Linked DNA regions of Pan troglodytes: region 1 is linked to region 2. Evidence: chromatin contacts called from public Hi-C data. All regions are on one chromosome and are shown on one strand. Each heading gives the region's core, a stretch centred on a gene start, on an enhancer-like site or on the middle of the called end of the contact. The rest is flanking DNA. Distances are from core to core; before and after follow the strand shown. Region 1 holds the start of ZNF761 (zinc finger protein 761). Region 2 holds the start of ZNF665 (zinc finger protein 665).

Region 1 (3,037 bases), core at 224-2,723, 220 kb before region 2:
GGTGCTTGCAGATTCAGCAGGCACATTCCCCGCTGACCCCAGAGCAGCTTTCTGGCCTCACCCAGCTCCGGGGCCTCTGTGCACCATGGTGCAGACCTTCCAGGCCTCGGCCACGCAGGCACCTCTGTCTTCCTGCTGAGGGGGGCTTCTCCCAGCCCCACTGGTGGGTCCCTGGGGCCCATCCCTGGATGAAGGAGAAGTTCAGAGCTCCTCCCAGGATGGAGAGAGGCCCACCTCTTCCCCGGACAGGAGATAACGGACTCTGTCGGTGGATCAGACTGGGCTTGAGAGGGGGTGCCCGGCCCTGTCCTGTAGAGAGTGCTGCTCTGAGAGTCAGAAGAAAGACCTGCCCCTTCTCAGATTCCTCCAGATGACCAGCAGGAATGACTTTAGACACACGGTGTTAATACGTGCTAGAACCTGCGGAAGGAAAATAGGAAAATAACTTGAATGATATACTCAGAATGGTGAACTCTGTGTTTCATATAGGGTCCAGCCCTACGGGGCTTAGCGGGTAGTCTCCCTGTATGCGGAGATGAGAGATTGTAATAAATAAAGACACAGACAAAGAGATGCCACCATGCCCAGCTAATTTTTGTATTTTTAGTAGAGACAGGGTTTCACCATGTTGGCCAGGATGGTTTCGATCTCTTGACCTCATGATCCACCCACATTGGCCTCCCAAAGCGCTGGGATTACAGGCGTGAGCCACCACGCCCGGCCTGTGCTGCATTCTTAGCATTGCACCACCCAGCATTTGGTGACTATTCAGGGTCAGAAGCTTGTCTCTTTCTGCCTGTTTGCAGCCACACTTCACCCCACCATCCTTAGCACCTTCACCCACTCCTGCACCTACTGACCCTTCTTCCCGGAAACCACGTGGGTTGGTGACTTAAATCCTTGCATGCAACAGGAGTAAAAGAGTTTTAGGCCAGGTACGGTGGCTTATGTCTGTAATCCCAGCACTTTGGGAGGCCCAAGTGGGCAGATCACTTGAGCCCAGGAGTTTGAGACCAGCCTGAGAAACATGGCAAGACCTTGCCTCTACAAAATACAAAAATAAAAATAGTCCATGGTGATGAGGCACACCTGTAGTCCCAGCTACTTCAGAGGCTGAGATGGGAGGATTGTTGGAGCCCGGGGTGGGGAGGTTGCACTGAGCCAAGTTGGCACCATTGCATTCCAGCCTGGCCGACAGAGTGAGATCCCATCTAAAAAAAAAAAAAGGTAGGACTTTCAGTGTCTTCCTCCCAAAAACGTCTAAGCTGATTCCACTTTTTCCCCAGAGCTGCTGCAGTGCGGTGTGGGTGGAGGGAGGGATCAGGAGGTACAGAAGGAAACAGTGACCCCTGCTGGCAAGCACAGCACTAACAAGCCTCGTTTGCTTACAGTTTATGACAGCCTGTTGGCCGCTGTCAGCTCAACCCCATGAACTCAGTATCAGCTTCGGGGACTCCTTGTCCTTTCCTGCTCCTGCCAGGAAGAGAATGAACAACAGATAAATCACATTCGGACAGTTCATTTCAATCCTCCCTCTCAGACAACAGTCCCATTCAAGGGTTATAGAATGGAGGAATCTTGGTCGGGCACTGTGGCTCAAGCCTGTTATCCCGGCACTTTGGGAGGCTGAGGTGGGCCCATCACCTGAGGTCAAGAGTTTGAGACCAGCCTGAACAACATGGTGAAACCCCGTCTCTACTAAAAAATACAAAATTAGCTAGGCGTGGTGGCGCATGCCTGTAATCCCAGCTATTTGGGAGGCTGAGGCAGGAGAATCACTTGAACCTGGGAGGCAGAGGTTGCAGTGAGCTGAGATCGTACCATTGCACTCCAGCCTAGGCAACAAGAATGAAACTCCGTCTCAAAAAAAAAAAGAATGGAGAAGTCTTACTCTCATTTCACCTCAGTTTGGGTGAGAATTCGTTGCTTGTTCCAGAGAGCCATTTTCTGCCTGCTAACCACGCCAGTGAAGAATCTTTCTACCTTCCTCTTACACAAAGTCATATCTGTCTCAGCATCACCAAAACTATCAGAAATTGCAAAATGTTTTAGATTTTTTTTTTTTTTTTTTGAGACAGAGTATCACTCTTGTCACACAGAATGGAGTTGTGTGGCGCGATCTCGGTTCACCGCAACCACCGCCTCCTGGATTCAAGTGATTCTGCTGCCTCAGCCTCCCAAGTAGCTCGGATTACAGGCACGTGCCACCATGCCTGGATAATTTTTTTTCTTTTTCCTTTTTTTTTTTTTTTTTTTTTTAGTAGAGACGGGATTTCTCCATGTTTGTCAGGCTGGTCTCAAATTCTCGACCTCAGTTAATCCGTCTGCTTCGGCCCTCCAAAGTGCTGGGATTACAGGCGTGAGCCACCGCGCCTGGCCAGTTTTAGATTTTTACCTTACTTACAAGCCAACAAGTTAGACTGTCAGTTTATGGATGTTGGCTGAAGGCATGAGATTTCTGGATCTGACAAAACATATATTTTATTATTTGTCACATAAATTACAGCAAGAGCTTCGCATCTGCGCACATTCCCCCATCTGCTCCAAGGGACACAGAAATGAGGTATGTATATTTGTGCACCGTGACTTTCTTATATCGTTTACGTTTCAGTATCTTCCTCTCCAAAACCTCTAAGCTGATTCCACTTTTTCCACAGAGCTGCTCCAGGGCGGTGTGGGTGGAGGGAGGGATCAGGAGTTAAAGAAGGAAAGAGTGACCCCTGCTGGCAAGCACAGCACTAACAAGGCTCGTTCCATAACCGTGTTTATGGGTCTCTAGAGATCAATGAAGAAACATAAACATTGTACAGACATATCCAATTCACATATTTCTGATAAGATTAGGGGGTTTTGTATTACTTATCCAAGCAAAGCAAAGCTTGGATGCACAGGAGTCCCCACTCATGAGAAGAAAGGGGCTGACAGTTGGGAAACCTGCACTGATCATTGCAGAGATATTCACCACCAACTGACTAGGATTATTCAAAAGAGCCAAAGAAACTTGAAAGGTGAAGAGAGAGTGTAAAAGGACACAAAG
Region 2 (2,904 bases), core at 271-2,770:
AAAGCTCTTTTTCTCATGGGCTATTATGTTGTCATTTGAGTTAATACAGGTAAAGTATTCCGAATAATGCCTTGCACATAGTGTTCAGAAAAGTCAGTCATTGCTATTGCCATTATCATCACAGTTTTTACTTCTGGCCAGTGTTTCTGTAAAGCCACTGTGGACCTTGTCACCTCAGAAGACATCATTCGTGCTTTAGCTTATCTAGATACTGAATATCACTTAGTGTGTTGAAAATAATATCTAACACTTCTATAGAGATCAGCTTGTGTTTGGGTTTTTATTTGTCTATTTATTGTATTGTCCACAAAACTGAAAACTCCACACAGATTTAGAGGCTATTATAACTAGTTAGGGAAAAGTACAATAAAACAGAATTAGGGAGACATAACTTGCTCAAAAATGCCTTCACGCCGGGCGCGGTGGCTCACGCCTGAGATCCCAGCACTTTGGGAGGCCGAGACGGGCAGATCACGAGGTCAGGAGTTCGAGACCAGCCTGGCCAACATGGCAAAACCCCATCTCTACTAAAAATACAAAAATTGGCCGGGCGTGGTGACAGGCACCTGTAATCCCAGCTACTCGGGAAGCTGAGGCAGGAGAATCGCTTGAACCCGGGAGGCGGAGGTTGCAGTGAGCCGAGATCATGCCATTGCATTCCAGCCTGGGCGACAAGAGCTAGACTCTTGTCAAAAAAAAAAAAAAAAAAAAAAAAAACCTCACATATTCGTATTTAAGAATATAGGAAACACTGATTCAGTTTCTTCTACTGTTCTCTCACAACACAGAATGCTACCGTTAGCCCAGAGGTACTGGGTTTTCCCACACACACCAAGCAAGCAATCCTGCCACAGACACCAGGTGCGTGTTCTCTCATTCCGTTCCATTTTGCCGGGACATGGCATCAGATCCCACACGTTGAGGGCTCAGTCCCACAATAGTGCACACATTTCAATGCCAGTCACAAGCACAGGTTGTGACTTGTGCTTACAGATCAGATATAAATCCAGGAGTCCCTTGACCCCCTCCTCAGGTTCAACGAAGTTGCTAGAGTGGCTCACAAAATACAGGGAAACACTTTACATAGATTTACGTATTATAAAGGATATTACAAAGTTGACAGAAGAACAGCCAGATGGAAGGGATCAGTGAGGTGAGGCATGGGAGAAGGGGCGTTGAGCCTTGGTGCCCTCCCTGGGTGCACCACGCTGCAGGAGCCTCCCAGTGTTCACCTATCCAGAAGCTCCGCTGAATCCTCTCCTTTTGGGTTGTTATGGAGCCTTCATTACATATGCATGATTGCTTATATTACTGGCCATTGGTTAAACTTTTAGATAGCCTAAGTTTTGTTTTTTTTTTTTTTTAGGAGAGACGAAGTCTCACTCTGTCACCCAGGCTGGAGTGCAATGGCGCGATATCGGCTCATTGCAACCTCCGCCTCCTGGGTTCAGGCCCCGCCCCGGCCCCGCCCACCCTATGCTCTCAGTCCCTCCCAACGCCCGGCCTTTCCCCACCGCAACCCGCCCCTTTGCCTACTGCGCGGGCAGTTTCTTGCAAACCCGGAAGCAGATCTCTTGGAGTGAAGGCTGTTAGTCGCCGCGTGAGTTTCCCTCTATCTAGATTAAACCTGCGTTTCGGAGTCCCCTGCTCCTCCGTACCCGATGTCCGGGGGTTCCTATAGCCCTTAAAGTCCCCGCACGGCTCCCTCCATTCCATGTAAATTCAGACGTTGCCGCGAGACTCTGGGGGTCGCATCGCTTTGGGTTAAAATCACACAGGCTGGTCCTGCCCGCGGTCTTTCGGCCTTCAGACCATGCAGACACCTCCTTTCCTGCGCCGTTTCCTGCTTAAAACCCTTTACTTAAAACCCTGCGCCCTGTGAAGTCCTCATCTGCGAAGTGGGTGCAGGATTTTACCGTCCCCTAACCTCGCCCTAGTCGGTTACTGGAGCGTTAGCGCCGCAGCCCCAGTCCCGGGGAGGCCGCGCCTCTGCCTGGTTCTGGGATCCTGCATACCCCACCCCTCTCCTAAGGCGCTGTCGCCCCCCACCTCTCTCCTCCTCGTGCGGGGCCCTGCTGCTCCCTAGGCCTCCCCTTCGCAGTCACCGTTTCCCCTGAGCCCGCGCTGGGGAGGTGCCCGGGGCTTGTCCTGTGATACCCGGTGTTCTTGCCTGCCCAGCTCCACCCGCTGGAAAATGTGCTCCTCCAGGATCCAGGTGTCTTACTCCAAACCCTCCCTGTGAATGTGTGGGCCAAGGGGATCAGGAGACAGAGAGAGGGGCTGAGAGAAAAGTAGAAAAACGGAGACAGAGGAAAGAATGAGGGGAACCAATAAACATGGCAAAGTAGAGGATGGGTCAGGATTTGCAGAGACAGTAAGGGCGAAAGAGGTCGCTGAGAAAGTAACGGGATGGAGAAACAACTGGAGAAATGTAGAGAAAAGCTCGATGTCTAGAGAGATGAAGGACAGCAAGGTAGGGAGAGGGGCAGCTCCTCAGACAGAGAGTTAGGGAGAGGAGCGGGTATTTGGAGCCAGGACAGACAGAGCAGCGTGGTGCTGGGACAGCAAGAAGGGGCAGCCCGTGACAAGGAGAGCAGAGGGAGAACCACAGCAGGGGGAGACCTGGGATCTGGGGGTGCCAAAGAGTGGGGACAAGGAAGTGAAACAGGGAAGAGGGGATTTAACAGGGAGAGCAGAGATAAGGGAAGAAAGAGGCAGAAATATATGGAGATTGGGGACAACCAAAAGACTGGGGTGAAAGAGGAATAAGAGGTGAAACAAGTTGCAAGAATGGAGCAGAACAAGTGGAAGAGAAGGAATAGAGGGAAGGAGAAACAGCAGGAGAAGAGAGGGGCTCAAAATGAGGAGCAGAGACCCAGGCTGAAACACAGAAAAGAAACAAGG

Evidence for each region. Hi-C and Micro-C count contacts between places; a contact is called where the count stands out from the background.
Region 1: a contact with region 2 is called in a Hi-C map of induced pluripotent stem cells, with 2.3 times the contacts expected there. The contact joins the promoter of ZNF761 here to the promoter of ZNF665 in region 2. A contact is called at or near these places in 1 of 7 Hi-C or Micro-C datasets (induced pluripotent stem cells) and 1 of 1 datasets of contacts at active chromatin or transcription factors (stem cell-derived excitatory neurons).

What each region holds. Positions count from the first base shown.
Region 1 is chr20:56,252,732-56,255,768 of NHGRI_mPanTro3-v2.0_pri, reverse strand. It overlaps ZNF761 (zinc finger protein 761), which reads right to left and starts at 1,473. Exons shown (of 10, transcript XM_054672595.2): 1 at 1,390-1,473; 2 at 1,090-1,211; 3 at 235-420. It also overlaps the pseudogene PANTROV1R-PS282.
Region 2 is chr20:56,029,590-56,032,493 of NHGRI_mPanTro3-v2.0_pri, reverse strand. ZNF665 (zinc finger protein 665) reads left to right here and starts at 1,520. Exons shown (of 5, transcript XM_054672588.2): 1 at 1,520-1,600.